Regions from separate parts of the Mus musculus genome. Here regions 1, 2, 3 and 5 are each linked to region 4. The links are chromatin contacts, called in public Hi-C, HiChIP or PLAC-seq and Micro-C maps. All regions are on one chromosome and are shown on one strand. Each heading gives the region's core, a stretch centred on a gene start, on an enhancer-like site or on the middle of the called end of the contact. The rest is flanking DNA. Distances are from core to core; before and after follow the strand shown. Region 1 holds the start of Slc17a7 (solute carrier family 17 (sodium-dependent inorganic phosphate cotransporter), member 7). Region 2 holds the start of Rcn3 (reticulocalbin 3, EF-hand calcium binding domain). Region 3 holds the start of Bcat2 (branched chain aminotransferase 2, mitochondrial). Region 4 holds the start of Trpm4 (transient receptor potential cation channel, subfamily M, member 4). Region 5 holds the start of Pth2 (parathyroid hormone 2).

Region 1 (2,700 bases), core at 8-2,507, 170 kb before region 4:
CCAAGGGATGGGAGTGGAATTTACGGGTGGAAAGAGGACTTAGTGGGTGGGGACAGATCGTGGAGCCCGAGTGGAAGTCACTGCTGGGACACACATGGAGGAAGGAGTCAGACTCAAGGGGAGGAGCCAGGCACAGAAGGCAGAGACAGAAGATAGACAGCAAGTATGTAGGACTCCAAACATACTTGGGGAGCAGGGACAGAACTCAGAGGGAGGAGACATAGCTCAGTTGATGGGGCCCAGACTCAAAAGAATATCATAGAGTCTAAGCAACCGGACACACTCTTGGGAAGTGAGGAAGGACACCATGGGGCACGAACGGCAGTAGTGGTGAGCCTGGTTATAGCTAGCAGAGTTCAAAAGGATGGAAGGAGAGGGAGTTGAAACTCAGGGAGAGAAAGATGGGGTGCAGATTAAAAAAAAGTGAATTCAAGGGGAAAAGTGGAACCCGAAAAATGAGAGAGCCAGTCCAGTTCAGCGGCACGCCTGTATCCCCAGTATGCCCAACAAAGGAAAAAGGGGGCCGGAGAGATGGCTCAGCGCTAATAGGCTGCACTCCAGAGGACCTGGGTTCAGCTCCAAACACCCACATGGCAGGTCACATCTCCTCCAATGCCAGTAGGCATACAAATAGTACACAGATATATAATATGCTAGCAAAACATGCATACCTAATTAAACTTTAAAAGAATAAACTTTTTTTTTTCGAGACAGGGTTTCTCTGTATATCCCTGGCTGTCCTGGAACTCACTCTGTAGACTAGGCTGGCCTCGAACTCAGAAATTTGCCTGCCTCTGCCTCCCATGCCTGTGCCTTGAATTCACACAGATTCACTTGCCTGCCTCCTGAATGCTGGAATTAAAGGTGTGCGGCACTCAAAAAAAAAATTTTTTTTTTTAAAGAAAAAAAGAGTGAAGGAGAGGAAGCAAGCCAAAGGTCGGATGGGAATAGAGCTCAGAAGCAAAGAGATCTGGGAAGAGACTCAAAGAGCTTGGAACGTGCAGAGTATCTGGGGAGTGTATTATAGTGGGGAGCGAGGCAACTCGGAGTTCAATCCCAGGGACGTGGCCTTGGGGTGGACAGGTGGAGGCTCTAGGATGGAAGAGCTGAAAGAGAGAGGGGTCTAGCCTGCAAGCCAAGCCAAGAGAAACTGGCCTAGCATCTCCAGGTAGCCTGTTGGAAGGAGAGGGCGGGTCCTTCCTACAAGGGGTGGGGCCTCCTTTGGTGGGCGTGGATGCCCCGCCCCGCCCCGACGCTGAGTCCGCTACAGCCCCGGGCAGCGGGCACTCGCAGCCTGGTTCCCCCCCGAGCGGAGCTGCGGGGCCGGGCCGGGCCGGGGCGGACCCCGGGATCCCGGACGCGGCCGCCCGGGCCCGCGGGCGGGGGGATTGGCAGGGGACCCGCGTGGGCACAGCCACCATGGAGTTCCGGCAGGAGGAGTTTCGGAAGCTGGCGGGGCGCGCCCTGGGGAGGCTGCACCGGTGAGCCTGGTGGGGTTCCTGGGAGGGTAAGGATGAGGATGCCCCCTTTCCATCTGAGAGCAACTGACAGAGGGAGAAGAGAGGCGACACCCAGGCACAATGTGGGGAGGCCCACCCATCTGTTCAGGATTCCGTCCTGTCAGTGCTGTCCTTCCACTCTGCCTAGTTCATCATCGCTTCCCCCTCCCCCCTGGTCCCCCGCACCTCGGGCTCGACTTTTCTTTGGGATTGTGTGTCCCTCCCTATTCTCTGGATCTCTGTCCACCTGTCTTCTCGGTCTTTTACTTTAGATATGTCCTCTCTCTGGGTTCTTCTTCCCACTGGGTGTCTGTCCCCTCTCTCTGATTAGGAGCCAATGCGGGCGCCCACTAGCTGTCCATCAGTCCTGACTCTGACTCTTGTATTCCCCTTCCTCTCTTCTTCCCTGGACCTCTGGTCCCCACTTTGATCTGTCTCTCTCAGCATCTCTGACTGTTCACCCGCTATCTCCCCACCCTGGCTCTCTCCACCTCTCTCCTCTTTCTCAGGTTCATTCCCTAGAGGCTTTTAATCTGGAGCTAAAGCGGATTGGGGCTGTTAGTTCTTGTCCTTGAGGGGGGTTAATCTGAGAGGGAAAAACTGGGGTATCCTAGGTTCTGGGGGTGAGGGGGATGAAGGGAGTTTCAGGCCACAAAACCAAATTAATCTTGCGGGTAATATGGACTTCCCAAGGGATATAAGCTAGAACTGGGCGATATTTGCTCCCACCAAGGGCCATGATTCTAGTGACCCCAGTGTCCCTTGAGGTAGCCTGGACACCTCCCAGCCTCTCACCCCCAACCCCAGCTCTGGCTCCAAGTCAGAGAAATTACTCAGCTCTTGAGAGGCCTAAAAATATCTATCCACAGTGCGGGGAGGAGATGGCCTCGTGGGCATAGTGCCCTCCACACAGGGCCCTAGTCCACCTTTACATGTTCCTCAGTCCATCTTACTGGGCCACCCGAGGATTATGCTAGTGATGGTCCAGCTTGCTGTACCTCACCTCCTAGATCCAAAGTTAACCCCAACCTCTAGTAACATGAGAGGGATGAGGTGGACAGAGGAAGGCAGGAAGGTGCAGTGTGTGTATGTGGCGGCGGGGGGTGGGGGGGAGGCGAGCTGTGGAGGGGGGAGCTGAGACAGCTTCACCTCTTCATTTTCCAATTCCCAGCCCCTCCCCACCCTTTTTTCTCGCCTCCTT
Region 2 (2,826 bases), core at 198-2,697, 240 kb before region 4:
CCATCTCAGGGCCCGCCCCTCTTTCAAGTGCAGTCTGCCCACTTCCCTAGATGGGCTGATCAATTTGGGGCTCCTCTCTCTCCAGCTCTGCCCTGCTACTATTTGCCCAGTTTAAAATTAGAAATTGCCATCACATTAAAGACGCAGATCTTTAATCTCAGCACTCGGGAGGCAGAGGCAGACGGATTTCTGAATTCAGGACCAGTCTCGTCTACAGAGTGAATTTCAGACTAGCTAGTTCCACAAATGAAATTCGATCTCAAAGTACTAATAACAATGAAAATAATCAAGCATATTTGCACGAGTGGCCTTCTTGTCCCGGGCCCATGCTGACTGTATCTGTCACCTAGAAACGGGGCAAGCCCGTCCAGTCCAGTTGGCATCACTCATCCCAGGTCAACCTGATCTCTGACCTTGGCATCTTCCTCAAATCCCTTGTCTTCAGTCTCTACCGAGAGTCGGCGTCCCGTTTAGAAGAGAGAAGAGGGAAGTCCAGACAGAGGCATAGGGGGGACTGAGGTAGAGGGGAACCCAGGGGTTGGTGACGCAGGTCCCCCACAGCCTCAGGTTTAGCTCCGCCTTCTCCCAGGAGGTGAGTGCCACAGTTTTGTCTTTTCAGTTAACTTCTCTCTCCCCACCTCCCACTTCTGCCCCGCTCCCCCGCCATCCTCCTACCCAAGTCGGGCCTGGCTTTCCTCTGGGCTGAGTTTGTCAAATTCCTTGGCCACGTCTCGTCCCAGGAACGCCTCATGGTCGTACTGGAAATTCCCGTGGGCGTCATCGTGGGGGGCCTCGCTCAGGGGGGTTCCATGATGGACCCTATCCTGGCCATGAGGTCCTGCATCAGGGGATGGCTTCCCGAGGGCCCAGTGCCTCAGCAGTAAGAGAAGCAACAGAAACGACCATCGCCACATCATCGGTTCCTGAGGAGAGGTGAGGACCAGCGGTCAGGGATAAGACTGGGGGCGGGGGGTGTCTGAACCAGAGATAATGTGGGAGAACTTTGAAGGGGGCGGAGTAGAGGAGGCTGCCTAAGGCAGGGCCGATAAAAGCGCAGGCTGCAAAAAGTTTTGGGCTCAAGAAAAGTCGGCAAAAAGAATAGAGAATTTAAAGGCAAAACAACCTCTGGGGGTGGAATCCGAGCCTCAGAGGAGTCTCAGAGCAGAAAGGGGGTATTTCAGTTAGAGACGTGGCGCATGTCCCACCCAAAGTTCAGGGCATGGTGGTGGCCGAAAGCATCATGCAGGCTCCTCTGTGCTGCCCCCAGGCTGGACCGCGACCCCCACCCTTCCACCCACCCCACCTTCACCCCACCATCACCCCACCACACCTCTGTTACCCGGCCTGAGTTAGCTCCCTACGCTGAGCTCTGCTTTCGCACAAAGATGCCCAACCTGGCCAGGTTCCAGTTAAGCTCCTCCACCAGCCGTCCAGAGGCTGCCGCCCTCTGACCAATGACTGCGCAGGAAAGCCTCAGGGGCGGAGCCAATGACGACCCCCTTGCCACGTCCACAAGGCCGAGCTCCAGACCCGAAGGCGTGGTGGGCGATAAGGCTGATATTGAACTACAACTCCCAGCAAACATATGGGCCGACTTGCACGACCACCTCCAGAGTCTCTGGCCCCAGGGGATTAAGGGGAATGTATTTTTTAAAAACTCTTTCCATTTCTTAGATCCGTTTCAGAAAAGAGGAGGTCGGGTTTGGTTGGCTCACTTGGGAGACAGAAGCAGTCTGTCTCTATGAGTTTGCCGCCAGCCAGGACGACGTAGAGAGACCCTTGTCTTTAAAAAAAAAAGGGGGGGGTGGGGGGGGAGCGCGGCTGGAGAGATGGCTCTGCAATTAAGAGCACTGACTGTTCTTCCAGAGGACCAGAGTTCAAGTCCCAGCAACCACATGGTGGCTAACCATCTGTAATGGAATCCAATGCCCTCTTCTGGTGTGTCTGAAGACAGCTGCAGTGTACTCAGATACATAAAATAAATAAATGTTAAAAAAAAAAAAAAAGAAAGAAGGAAGGAAAGAAAGAAAGAAAGAAAGAAAGAAAGAAAGAAAGAAAAGAAGGAAAAGAAAGAAAGGAAGGAAGGAAGGAAGGAAGGAAGGAAGGAAGGAAGGAAGGAAGGAAGAAAAAGAAGAGAAGCAATGCCTGGTACAGTGTAGGTATCACATACACAACTCGGTCTATAAAATGGCCAGGCTGCACGATAGCAATCAAGAGGTGTCTATATGATCTTTCCCAGACGCGTTCAATTTATTCCAGCTGCTTGAAACTTGAGAATAACGATGCACACACAGATTTGGGGCCAAATTTATGTGGAGATGGAAAACAACCATGTACATTAAGAAGGGAAACTGAAGCAGGCCACAAAAGCAGGGATCCATGGGAGGACATCGGGCCCAGGCTCCCTCAGGAGGCTCGGAGACAGTTCAGGAGGTCACACAGCCCGAAAGGCTGCAGTGGGCAGGGGGCCCGAGTCTGCATCAGGAAGTGGCTGGAAAGGCATTTGCACCTTGAGGTTCAGCTTCTGGGGGCAAGTTCCCACCAGGCAACAGGTCACCAGAGTCATCGCCGCTGAGAGAAAGCCATGGGGCTGAGAGAGAGGAACAGAGGTCAGCACAAGTATCTAAGGTCTCACCCACCCAACACACCTGACAGGGTCACGCTATGGTCTCTGTTCCCATCTCTTTTCCCAGGGTGGTCAGGGACTCTTTTGTCTCTATTATCTCTCTGCCTCCCCTCTTTCTTTCTGAGTCGCTACTTCCTGCCACGACCCCCAATCCTGCACACGGCCCCTCCCTTCCCCAATCCTGCACACAGCTACGCCCC
Region 3 (2,750 bases), core at 219-2,718, 240 kb after region 4:
AAGGGGTGTGGTTTGAAGCTGTAGGCTGATGTGAGGTCCTGTAATGATTTGAAGTATGAAATTTTTTTGAGCTTCTTAGGAAACTTGAAGGAGGCACAATGAACCATGGACCTGAGAACACATACACACCCCCCTCTGTGTGTGTACTCAAGCACTTATCTCAGAATTACAATGAACATGTTATCTCCTTGTGCAGAGTGAGGCGTCTTAGCTTCTAGCCATCATCTTTCTCCAAAGTCCTATTTCTTTTTGTCTCATTTGAGACAAGAGTTTAGCTTTCTCACTTAGGGTGCTTTTTTATTTGCAACAAACCTCCTGCCTCAGCTAGGCCTGGCTTAAAGTACACTTTCTCTGATCCACTGGCATTTACAGTGAACTGTTTCTTTTTTTTTTTTTTTTTTGGTTTTTTGAGACAGGGTTTCTCTGTGTAGCCCTGGCTGGCCTGGAACTCACTCTGTAGACAGAGTTGGCCTCGAACTCAAAATTCACCTGCCTCTGCCTCCCAAGTGCTAGGATTAAAGGCATGCGCCACCACACCCGGCTGCGCTGTTCCTTTTTATCAAAGCCGTCTGGCCCGCTTTGCCACTGATGATAGTTCCTGTGAATGTGCATTGTTGTTCTTGCTTTATTTTTAGAAAAGCGTTTTATAGCAAGCAGTGGTGGCACACCTTTAATTTCAGCTTTGGAGGCAGAGGCAGGAGGATCTCTGTAAGTCTGAGGACAACCTGGTTTACTTACCGAGCTAGTTCTAGGACAACCTGGGCTACACAGAGAAACACTGTCTCTAGATAGATAGATAGATAGATAGATAGATAGAAGAAAGAAAAAATGTTTTAAACTTTTTGTGTATGTGTATTGCCTGCACATATGTTAGTGTATCATGTGCATGCCGGTGCCTGTGGAACTCGGAAGAGGGCACAGAATCCCTTGGAACTGGAGTTACAGGCACTTATGAGCTATGTGGGTGCTAGGAACCAAGCCCGGTCCTCTCTAAGAGCAGCCCAGTACTTTTAACTGTTGCGCCCTCTTTCCAACCTCTTTTTTTTGTTTGTTTGTTTTTCGAGACAGGGTTTCTCTGTGTAGCCCTGGCTGTCCTGGAACTCACTTTGTAGACCAGGCTGGCCTCGAACTCAGAAATCCTCCTGCCTCTGCCTCGAGTGCTGGGAGGCAGTGTTTTAAGGCAGGGTCTTACCAGATAGCCCTGGCTGGCTTGGAACTAATTAGGTGGCTCAGAATGGTTTTGGACTCACAGAGATCCTTCCACCTGTCTCCCAAACGCTGAGCTTAAGACGTGTGCCACCATGCTCGGCGACATATACAAAATTTAGAGGTCTGGATCTGTTCCCAGGGGTTAGAGCGCTTCCCAAACATTCACGAGCCCACGGATTCCATACTCAGATGCCAAACAAAAGCCAAAGTAAATGCCTAGCTGGGAGTGAGTGTGGCTGTGGTAGAGCAGGGTAGGGTGGAGGCGAGGAGGGAGAGAGTGCGGCAGGTCGGGACCGTTCCCGCGCAGGATCTTCACAGCAGAGCCTGGGTCCCTGTGGTCCCAGAACTAAGGACGGCCTGGCAGAAGTGAGGCTCGACACAGCAGCCATCTGCGGGAGGGGGCGTGAGCAGGGCGGGGCCCGAATGCCTTTCACCAGGCCGCGCCCCAGGCGGGCACAGTCACCAGCCGCACACACCGGATCATGGCTGCAGCCACACTAGGACAGGTGGGTGCGTGGCCGGCCGGCGCTGGGGGCTCTGGGGGACCTGATGCGGGGGGGGCGCACTTCCGGGTGGACCACTGGCGCGCAGCCTTTCCGGCTTGGCGTCATTCCTCTGTGCCTCGGGTTCCGCTGCCCAGCACGGAGGCGGATGGACCCCCCCTTGGGAAGAAAGACGGGGCTATAACGGGCGGGCGGCAGAATGGGTAGACAGGAGTGGGGCGCGAGAGGTGCCTGAACCGGGAGCTCGGACGTGGGGAGCCATGGAGGAGGACTATAATGGGAGAAGTACAGGGTGGGGTGGATGCGGGGAAGTTGTGGCTGGGGCATGCAGCCTGTGTGTGTTAAGGACCAGTTGCTCTTGGGTTCCTTTAGACAAGGGGCCCAGGACCTCTTGGGACTTAGTGTATGGCTTGGCGCAGGGTCTTGGGTGGGAATTGAACCCAAGATCTTATTTCTTGGAACAAAAAGCACATGTCGATGTGTGCAGTGTCTGAGGCTCTCTGTACCTGGTTTTGTAATCCCAGTCAAGTTTCTGTCTGTCAAAATGATAAAAGATCCTCCAGACCAGAAGACTTCAGTCAGTGCTTACCGATGGTGTCAAGCGGTGTCATAGATGGAGAATCTATGATATTTCGTTTGTTTGTTTGTCTTTTCGAGGTAGGGTTTCACTGCATACTCCCAGCTGTCCCGTTGCTCTGTAGACCACCAGGTTGGCCTCGAACTCTGCCCGCCTCTGCCTTCTGAGTCCTAGAATTAAAGTCCTGGGCCACCACTGCTGAGCTTGAGAGTCTGTGATCTTAAGAGAACGTGATAAATAAGTGTGGAAACAGCTGGCCATAACCTTGGGGGAAAGCGTTTGCTGTTAGCTCCCACCTGCTTATCAGAAGTTCTCGCTCCAGGCTGGCGAATTCCTGAACAAACCTTTAAGTCCCCCAGTTCTTAGTGACAGACAGAAATGTTCTATGCAGATGGTCTTGGGATATGACGGGGACAAGAATCTAGGCTCTGACTGTGTGGTGGCCTTGGATGGATACAGCA
Region 4 (2,700 bases), core at 84-2,583:
AGCTCCCATCTTGTCCCACTGACTTTAGTCACGCTGTCTGTGACCCTCTGCCAGACCCACCAGTAAACCAGTATCTCTGTTTATTTATACAACATTTTCCTGTCCCACACTGGTGGGACAACAGGCTCCTGATAAAGTCACACTAAGGAAATCAGGTGTCACTGCCCCAAGGCCAAAAGTCTACCCTGAGAACTGAGTTAAAGCTGGACCCCGCTAGGGAGACTAAGCATGCAGCCAAGAAGCCTATAGGGCTTGCTCCTGTCCCCTGCCACCTACAGCACAGCACAGCTTGCAGTGGCAATTGCCCTCTTCTTCTCATGGGAGTTGCAGATATTCCCGGATGTTTATTAGATGTTATTAGGTGATGGGCAGAGTTCCAGAAATGTCCCAGAGTGACCTTGTTTAGTTTGCACAGCGGCCCCAGAAGGGAGGAGCTGTTCTGTGCCCAGGTGACAAGCGCAGCCCTAGAAGGGAATTACTATCCCAAAGCTGCAGAGCTATGTAAGGCTGGCAGGGCTGTGTGGCTATGCTCGCTGAGCCGGGATGACACAGAAAGCCGAAGCAGAGACAAATGACACAAAGAGACAGAGACACAAAGACACAGAATGGATCCCCACCTAGAGGGGAATGAAGAATTCGGGGCGTGCCCTAAGCAGGGTGGCCCAAAACAAGGGCAGGGGGAGGGGTCTGTCTCAAGTGAAGGCGGGAAGGTCCTTAGTGGGCGGGGTCTGAGTGTGTTGAGCTGAGACTTCTGTGGTGGGTGGGGTGTGTCTGTGCACCAAGACCTCCTGCGGTAGGCAGTGAAGGTCAGTCTGTGGTGGGCACCCTTGTCTGCGTTGAGTGGGGCGAGTCCAGTCTATGGGGGCGGAGCCTGTCTGCAGTGGGGCAGGGCCCGCGAACCTACGCTGCCAGGTCAGCAGCCCCGAACTGCTCACCCCGCATCATCGGAGAGGTCCACTATGAACGTCGTGCACACCTTCTTCCTGAAGATCTTAGGGATCCAGCTCTGAGAACCGGAACAAGAAGGGCAGGGCAGGGAGTCGAGTCAGACCCACAGGATTCGAAGACAACCCCGCGCGCCCACGGGACACACTGGGAACTCCTCCCTCGGGCTCAGCCAGGAACCCACGCAGCTCGGTCTGGGAACTCCTGGTCCAGCCACTGCAGCATCTGACCCGGATCCCCGGAGCTGGCTCCGCCTCTGGACCCCACTCACTCCCAGCCCCACGCTGTGCGATACCTGCTCCTTCTCCGGCCCCACCATGCTGCTGCCGCAGCCCCTGAGGCTCCGTGTATTTCCTCCAGCCGCCGACCCGCCCGACCAAACCGGATCCGCAACTTCGCAGCCCAGCCCGGGGCGGGGAGTCCCGGGACACGTCACGGGAGGCGGGGAGAGGGCGGCTGCGGAGGAGGGACAAACTCTGCTGCCAAACCAGTGATGGGGTCGGTTTGGGGGACAAGAAAGACCGAGAGTTGGAAGGCAGAGCAAGCGGAGGAACGAAGGAAGCAGAGTGGGGCACACGATAGATGTCAGCCATGGGACAAACATAGATTCGGAGAGACAGAGACTGAGAGAAAGACCCAGAGAGAGAGAGACAGAAACTAAGAGAGGGACCCAGAGAAAGAAAAGGGGGCAGAGACCCAGAGAGAGAGAGAGAGAGAGAGAGAGAGAGAGAGAGAGAGAGAGAGAGAGAGAGAATATGAAGACAGCAATACAGAAAAAGAATGAGATATCCAGAGATAGTTAGAGACAGATAGAAATACAAAGTGATAGAGCAACAGAGTCCCAGATTCAGAGAGGAGAGACAGAGAGAACAGAGACACAGAGAGAACTAGAGAGAGAGACACACACACAGAGACAGAGATACAGGGAGAAAGAGAGAGACAGAGAGAGAGAAAACACACACACACAGAGGAGAGACAGAGACAAACACAGACACACACACAGAGACAGACAGACACACAGAGAGACAGGCACACACACACAGAGACAGACAGACACACACAGAGAAACAGACAGACAGACACACACACACAGAAAGAGAGAGAGAGAAGAATCAAAGAGAAGGATCAGGGAAGACACAGTAGGAGAGGAGAGGTTAGAATCCTGAGAAGAAACACGGAAGCTCAGAACAGTGACTATAATGGGGGGGGGGGGGTTGACTCATAAAGGACAAAAACTCAAAGACGGTGGATATACTGACAAGTGTGGGGTGGGTGACACTGACCAGCAGAGAAGGCAGTGACACCTGTTTGCAGCCAAGTCCCTTTGGTGGGGACAGCTGAGGCCTAGTAACCTGAGCCCCCAGCACCTCCCCCCTGTTGTATTTATAGCACTGGTCTGGTCCCCTGTCCCCAGATCTGAGTTCCAGTGAGAGGAGGTCATGGGGTGTTGGGCACAGTATTCCTTCACTGTCTTCCACAGCTTCTGCAGGACACCACTGTCACACCGAATGTCCCATTCTGCCTGCACGCTTCCCAGTGTTTACCTTGCAGGGGGCCCTCTGCTCCTGCATCCTCCTCTCCCAGAGCCCCAGGCTTTCCCAGCAAGACACTCTAAACGTTCAGCCTTTGTGCTAAAAATGCCAAACTTGAGCTTGTCACGTCCCTGCCTCCCCCCCCCCGCCCCCGCCATGAAGACCCCTCCACCACCCAGTCCTGAGCCAGAGGAACAGGAGGGGAGGGGCAGGCAGGGAGTGA
Region 5 (2,700 bases), core at 81-2,580, 150 kb before region 4:
GGATTCTTAAAGGGACAGAGACATAGGATCTCATCGATAAGGTAGAAAAGGAAGTTAGAATTGGACCAAGCTGTGATCTCTTTGCAGTGAGGGTTTGGCATGGTGTGATGATACAGGCCTGGGATCCCTGCTCGCAGAAGGCACAGGCAAGAGGATTATGAGTTCAAAGCAAGCTTGGGTGACTTAGTGAGACCCAGGACAGCCTGAGCTACAGAAACTCTAAAACAAAAATAAAACCCAACCAGTCAAATATACACACACAGAACAAAACTATCAACCCAACAGACACAAAATCCAGCTGGGTGGTGGTGGAGCACACCTTTAATCCTAGCACTTGGGAGACAGAGGCCAGTGGATCTGGGTTCTAGGCCAGCCTGGCCTACAGAGCAAGTTCCAGGGCAGCCAGGGCTACACAGAGAAACCTTGTCCCAAAATACAAAGTAAGTAAAAATGAGTTCTATGTCCTCTCCCACTCCCCACTCAAATCTAAGGATCTGAGTCCCTGGTACCTTTTTAGTCTAACCTCACCAGGCCATACTGCTCTCTTCAGACTGAAGAATCCAGGAATCCAGGCTTTCGGAACATAGAAGTGGGGGGCCCTGTCTGGACCACCTTTCTGTTTGGGATTCCAAGTTTGGCTCCTCATCTCTGTGGAGGTAGGAATCCAGGGCCTGTTCCCTTGCCCATGATACGGGAAGAGGGTGTTGCTCTTTACCCCCACCCCACCCCTCTTTAAGACAGTCTTAATATGTAGCATACACAGGCCTCAAATCTGCAGTGGTTGTTTCTGCCTCCTGAGTGTACGGCACCATAGGGTGGCCTTGGGAGCCCCCTTGAAACATGCCAGGTATGAATGGTTGGCCCTAATCTTCACCATACCCCCATGTCCCTTGTAGGGAGGGAAAGACTTTTCCCAGTGGAAGCCCAGGGCCTCCTGTGTCCCATTTCACGGTGGTGACTTCACCTGTTTGCACACTACCACCGCCTGCCTCTCTCTCTGTCTCTGTCTCTCTCTGTCTCTCTTTCTCTCTGTCTCTCTCTTGTCCCTGGCTCTCTCCTGACCAGCTCCTTTCCACACCCTCTCTTCTCAGCCTTCCTCTCTTCCTTCTTGCTTTTCCCTTCCTAGGCATCTTGTCTTTGCCCTTCTGTCTGGAGGTTATTTCTTTTCTGTCTTTCTCCCTTGTGTCCCTCTGCTCTCTTTCCTGCCTCTCTCTTGTGTTCTCGACTTGTGCTCTGATGGTCCCCCTCTCCAGTCTCTATTTTTATCCCTCTGACACACCCCTTGTGTCCACCTCTCTGTCTGTACCACCACCCCCCCTTCTTCAGTACTAGCTCTGGGTCCCAATTAGTTGGTGTTGGCCACGGCAGCGCAGGGCCCCACCAGGCTTCTCATTACCGCTGGCGGCTCCTAATGAGCGTGGGGTGGAGTGACCCCGCGCCCCCAGCCCGGCCTGCGTCACTGCCGCCGCGGGGGCTGTGAGGGTATATAAAAGGGGCGTGAGCATAGCTGCCTGAGCCCACTGCACGGTAGGGGGTCCTGTAGGAGGCTGGTGGCAGGGTTGGATTGTGGGCCCTAGGCTTCTGGGCGGGATGATGACATTGAGATTCTGGCCCCTGTATCCACAGGTGATGGAGACCTGCCAGATGTCCAGGAGCCCCCGAGAGCGGCTGTTGCTGCTTTTGCTGCTGCTACTGCTTGTGCCCTGGGGCACTGGCCCTGCCTCAGGTGTTGCCCTGCCCCTCGCTGGTGTGTTCAGGTAGGTGTGAGGTCCCGGACACCCAAAGAAGGGAGGAGAGGACCCCCCGCCCCAAAGGAAGGCAAGATACCGCATGCGGGGAGTTGGGGAGGGCAGGGGTGCTTAGCGTCGGACTGCAGTGGGGACCCGCGGTGGCCTGTGGGGCCTAGCGCGCAATCACATCTCTCTTCCCCCAGCCTCCGCGCCCCGGGTCGTGCCTGGGCGGGCTTGGGTAGCCCCCTGTCTCGGCGCAGCCTGGCGCTAGCTGACGACGCGGCCTTTCGGGAGCGCGCGCGCCTGCTGGCCGCCCTGGAGCGCCGCCGCTGGCTGGACTCTTACATGCAGAAGCTGTTGCTACTGGACGCGCCCTGAGCCTAATAAAGAGCCTGTCGCACTGCGACTGCGCCTCTTTGCTGCGCCACTCTCTTGTGGGTGTGTGGGGAGGGGGCCCCACAGCCTCACTGCAACCGGGACCCTCCGCATCCTCGCTTCTCCGGGTTCCCTCTTGGGTCATCTGCCTCGAGACTCTTGTTCTCTCTGGATTCCCTCGCCCGTGGGTCCCTGATCCAGCTCTGTTTTGGTCCGGTTTTTTTTGGGGGGGGGGGAGGGATTATTCTTCCGAGACAGGGTTTCTCTGTGTAGCCCTGGCTGTCCTGGAACTCACTCTGTAGACCAGGCTGGCCTTGAGCTCGAGAGCTTCGCCTGCCTCTGCCTCCCAAGTGCTAGGATTAAAGGCAAGCGTCACCATATCCTGCTGGGTCGGGATTTCATAACCTTTTTGGGCCTCGTGTTTATCGGCCGGGGAGGGCTCCAGCAGTTCCGAGCTGGACCGCGGCAGGTGCCGGATAAGGAAACTAAGCAGAGCCCGCGGCTCGGGGAGGCGCAGTCCCCACCTGTTTATTCGGAGAGCCCGCGGAGCGAGCGGACCGCGCCCTGATTGGTCTGAAGAGGAGGGTGGGGTCCA

Evidence for each region. A called contact is a pair of places that touch in the nucleus more often than the background predicts. HiChIP or PLAC-seq counts read pairs in DNA pulled down with a chosen protein or histone mark.
Region 1: an H3K4me3 HiChIP or PLAC-seq map of forebrain shows a contact between it and region 4, with 2.9 times the contacts expected there. The contact joins the promoter of Slc17a7 here to the promoter of Trpm4 in region 4. A contact is called at or near these places in 12 of 39 promoter capture datasets (the 3T3-L1 cell line, the C10 cell line, the HPC-7 cell line and 8 more), 8 of 484 Hi-C or Micro-C datasets (CD4 T cells, bone marrow-derived macrophages, cerebral cortex and 4 more), 19 of 115 datasets of contacts at active chromatin or transcription factors (the 230-238 cell line, the NIH/3T3 cell line, astrocytes and 12 more) and 4 of 9 other capture datasets (adipose tissue, liver, macrophages and 1 more).
Region 2: a contact with region 4 is called in a Micro-C map of embryonic stem cells, with 1.9 times the contacts expected there. The contact joins the promoter of Rcn3 here to the promoter of Trpm4 in region 4. A contact is called at or near these places in 8 of 39 promoter capture datasets (3T3-L1-derived adipocytes, the C10 cell line, cranial neural crest and 4 more), 2 of 484 Hi-C or Micro-C datasets (cortical neurons and embryonic stem cells), 4 of 115 datasets of contacts at active chromatin or transcription factors (astrocytes, bone marrow-derived macrophages, embryonic hindbrain and 1 more) and 1 of 9 other capture datasets (liver).
Region 3: a contact with region 4 is called in a Hi-C map of olfactory sensory neurons, with 4 times the contacts expected there. The contact joins the promoter of Bcat2 here to the promoter of Trpm4 in region 4. A contact is called at or near these places in 7 of 39 promoter capture datasets (the 3T3-L1 cell line, hippocampal neurons, maxillary cranial neural crest and 4 more), 4 of 484 Hi-C or Micro-C datasets (embryonic stem cells, growing oocytes and olfactory sensory neurons), 7 of 115 datasets of contacts at active chromatin or transcription factors (bone marrow-derived macrophages, embryonic stem cells, large pre-B cells and 1 more) and 3 of 9 other capture datasets (adipose tissue, liver and pancreatic islet).
Region 5: a contact with region 4 is called in a Hi-C map of bone marrow-derived macrophages, with 36 read pairs. The contact joins the promoter of Pth2 here to the promoter of Trpm4 in region 4. A contact is called at or near these places in 6 of 39 promoter capture datasets (the C10 cell line, the SN4741 cell line, cranial neural crest and 3 more), 5 of 484 Hi-C or Micro-C datasets (CD4 T cells, bone marrow-derived macrophages, cerebral cortex and 1 more), 6 of 115 datasets of contacts at active chromatin or transcription factors (the 230-238 cell line, bone marrow-derived macrophages, embryonic forebrain and 2 more) and 3 of 9 other capture datasets (adipose tissue, liver and pancreatic islet).

What each region holds. Positions count from the first base shown.
Region 1 is chr7:45,162,664-45,165,363 of GRCm38.p6, forward strand. Slc17a7 (solute carrier family 17 (sodium-dependent inorganic phosphate cotransporter), member 7) reads left to right here and starts at 1,258. Exons shown (of 12, transcript NM_182993.2): 1 at 1,258-1,481. The coding sequence starts at 1,420.
Region 2 is chr7:45,090,766-45,093,591 of GRCm38.p6, forward strand. It overlaps Rcn3 (reticulocalbin 3, EF-hand calcium binding domain), which reads right to left and starts at 1,448. Exons shown (of 7, transcript NM_026555.2): 1 at 1,331-1,448; 2 at 676-923. The coding sequence starts at 917. Fcgrt (Fc receptor, IgG, alpha chain transporter) reads right to left here. Exons shown (of 7, transcript NM_010189.3): 7 at 2,228-2,590. The coding sequence ends at 2,481.
Region 3 is chr7:45,568,685-45,571,434 of GRCm38.p6, forward strand. Bcat2 (branched chain aminotransferase 2, mitochondrial) reads left to right here and starts at 1,469. Exons shown (of 11, transcript NM_009737.3): 1 at 1,469-1,715. The coding sequence starts at 1,692. 0610005C13Rik (RIKEN cDNA 0610005C13 gene) reads right to left here. Exons shown (of 5, transcript NR_038166.1): 4 at 2,302-2,508.
Region 4 is chr7:45,332,447-45,335,146 of GRCm38.p6, forward strand. It overlaps Trpm4 (transient receptor potential cation channel, subfamily M, member 4), which reads right to left and starts at 1,334. Exons shown (of 25, transcript NM_175130.4): 1 at 1,241-1,334; 2 at 936-1,006. The coding sequence starts at 1,264.
Region 5 is chr7:45,179,665-45,182,364 of GRCm38.p6, forward strand. Pth2 (parathyroid hormone 2) reads left to right here and starts at 1,331. Exons shown (of 3, transcript NM_053256.2): 1 at 1,331-1,527; 2 at 1,627-1,757; 3 at 1,934-2,174. The coding sequence starts at 1,630. The coding sequence ends at 2,108.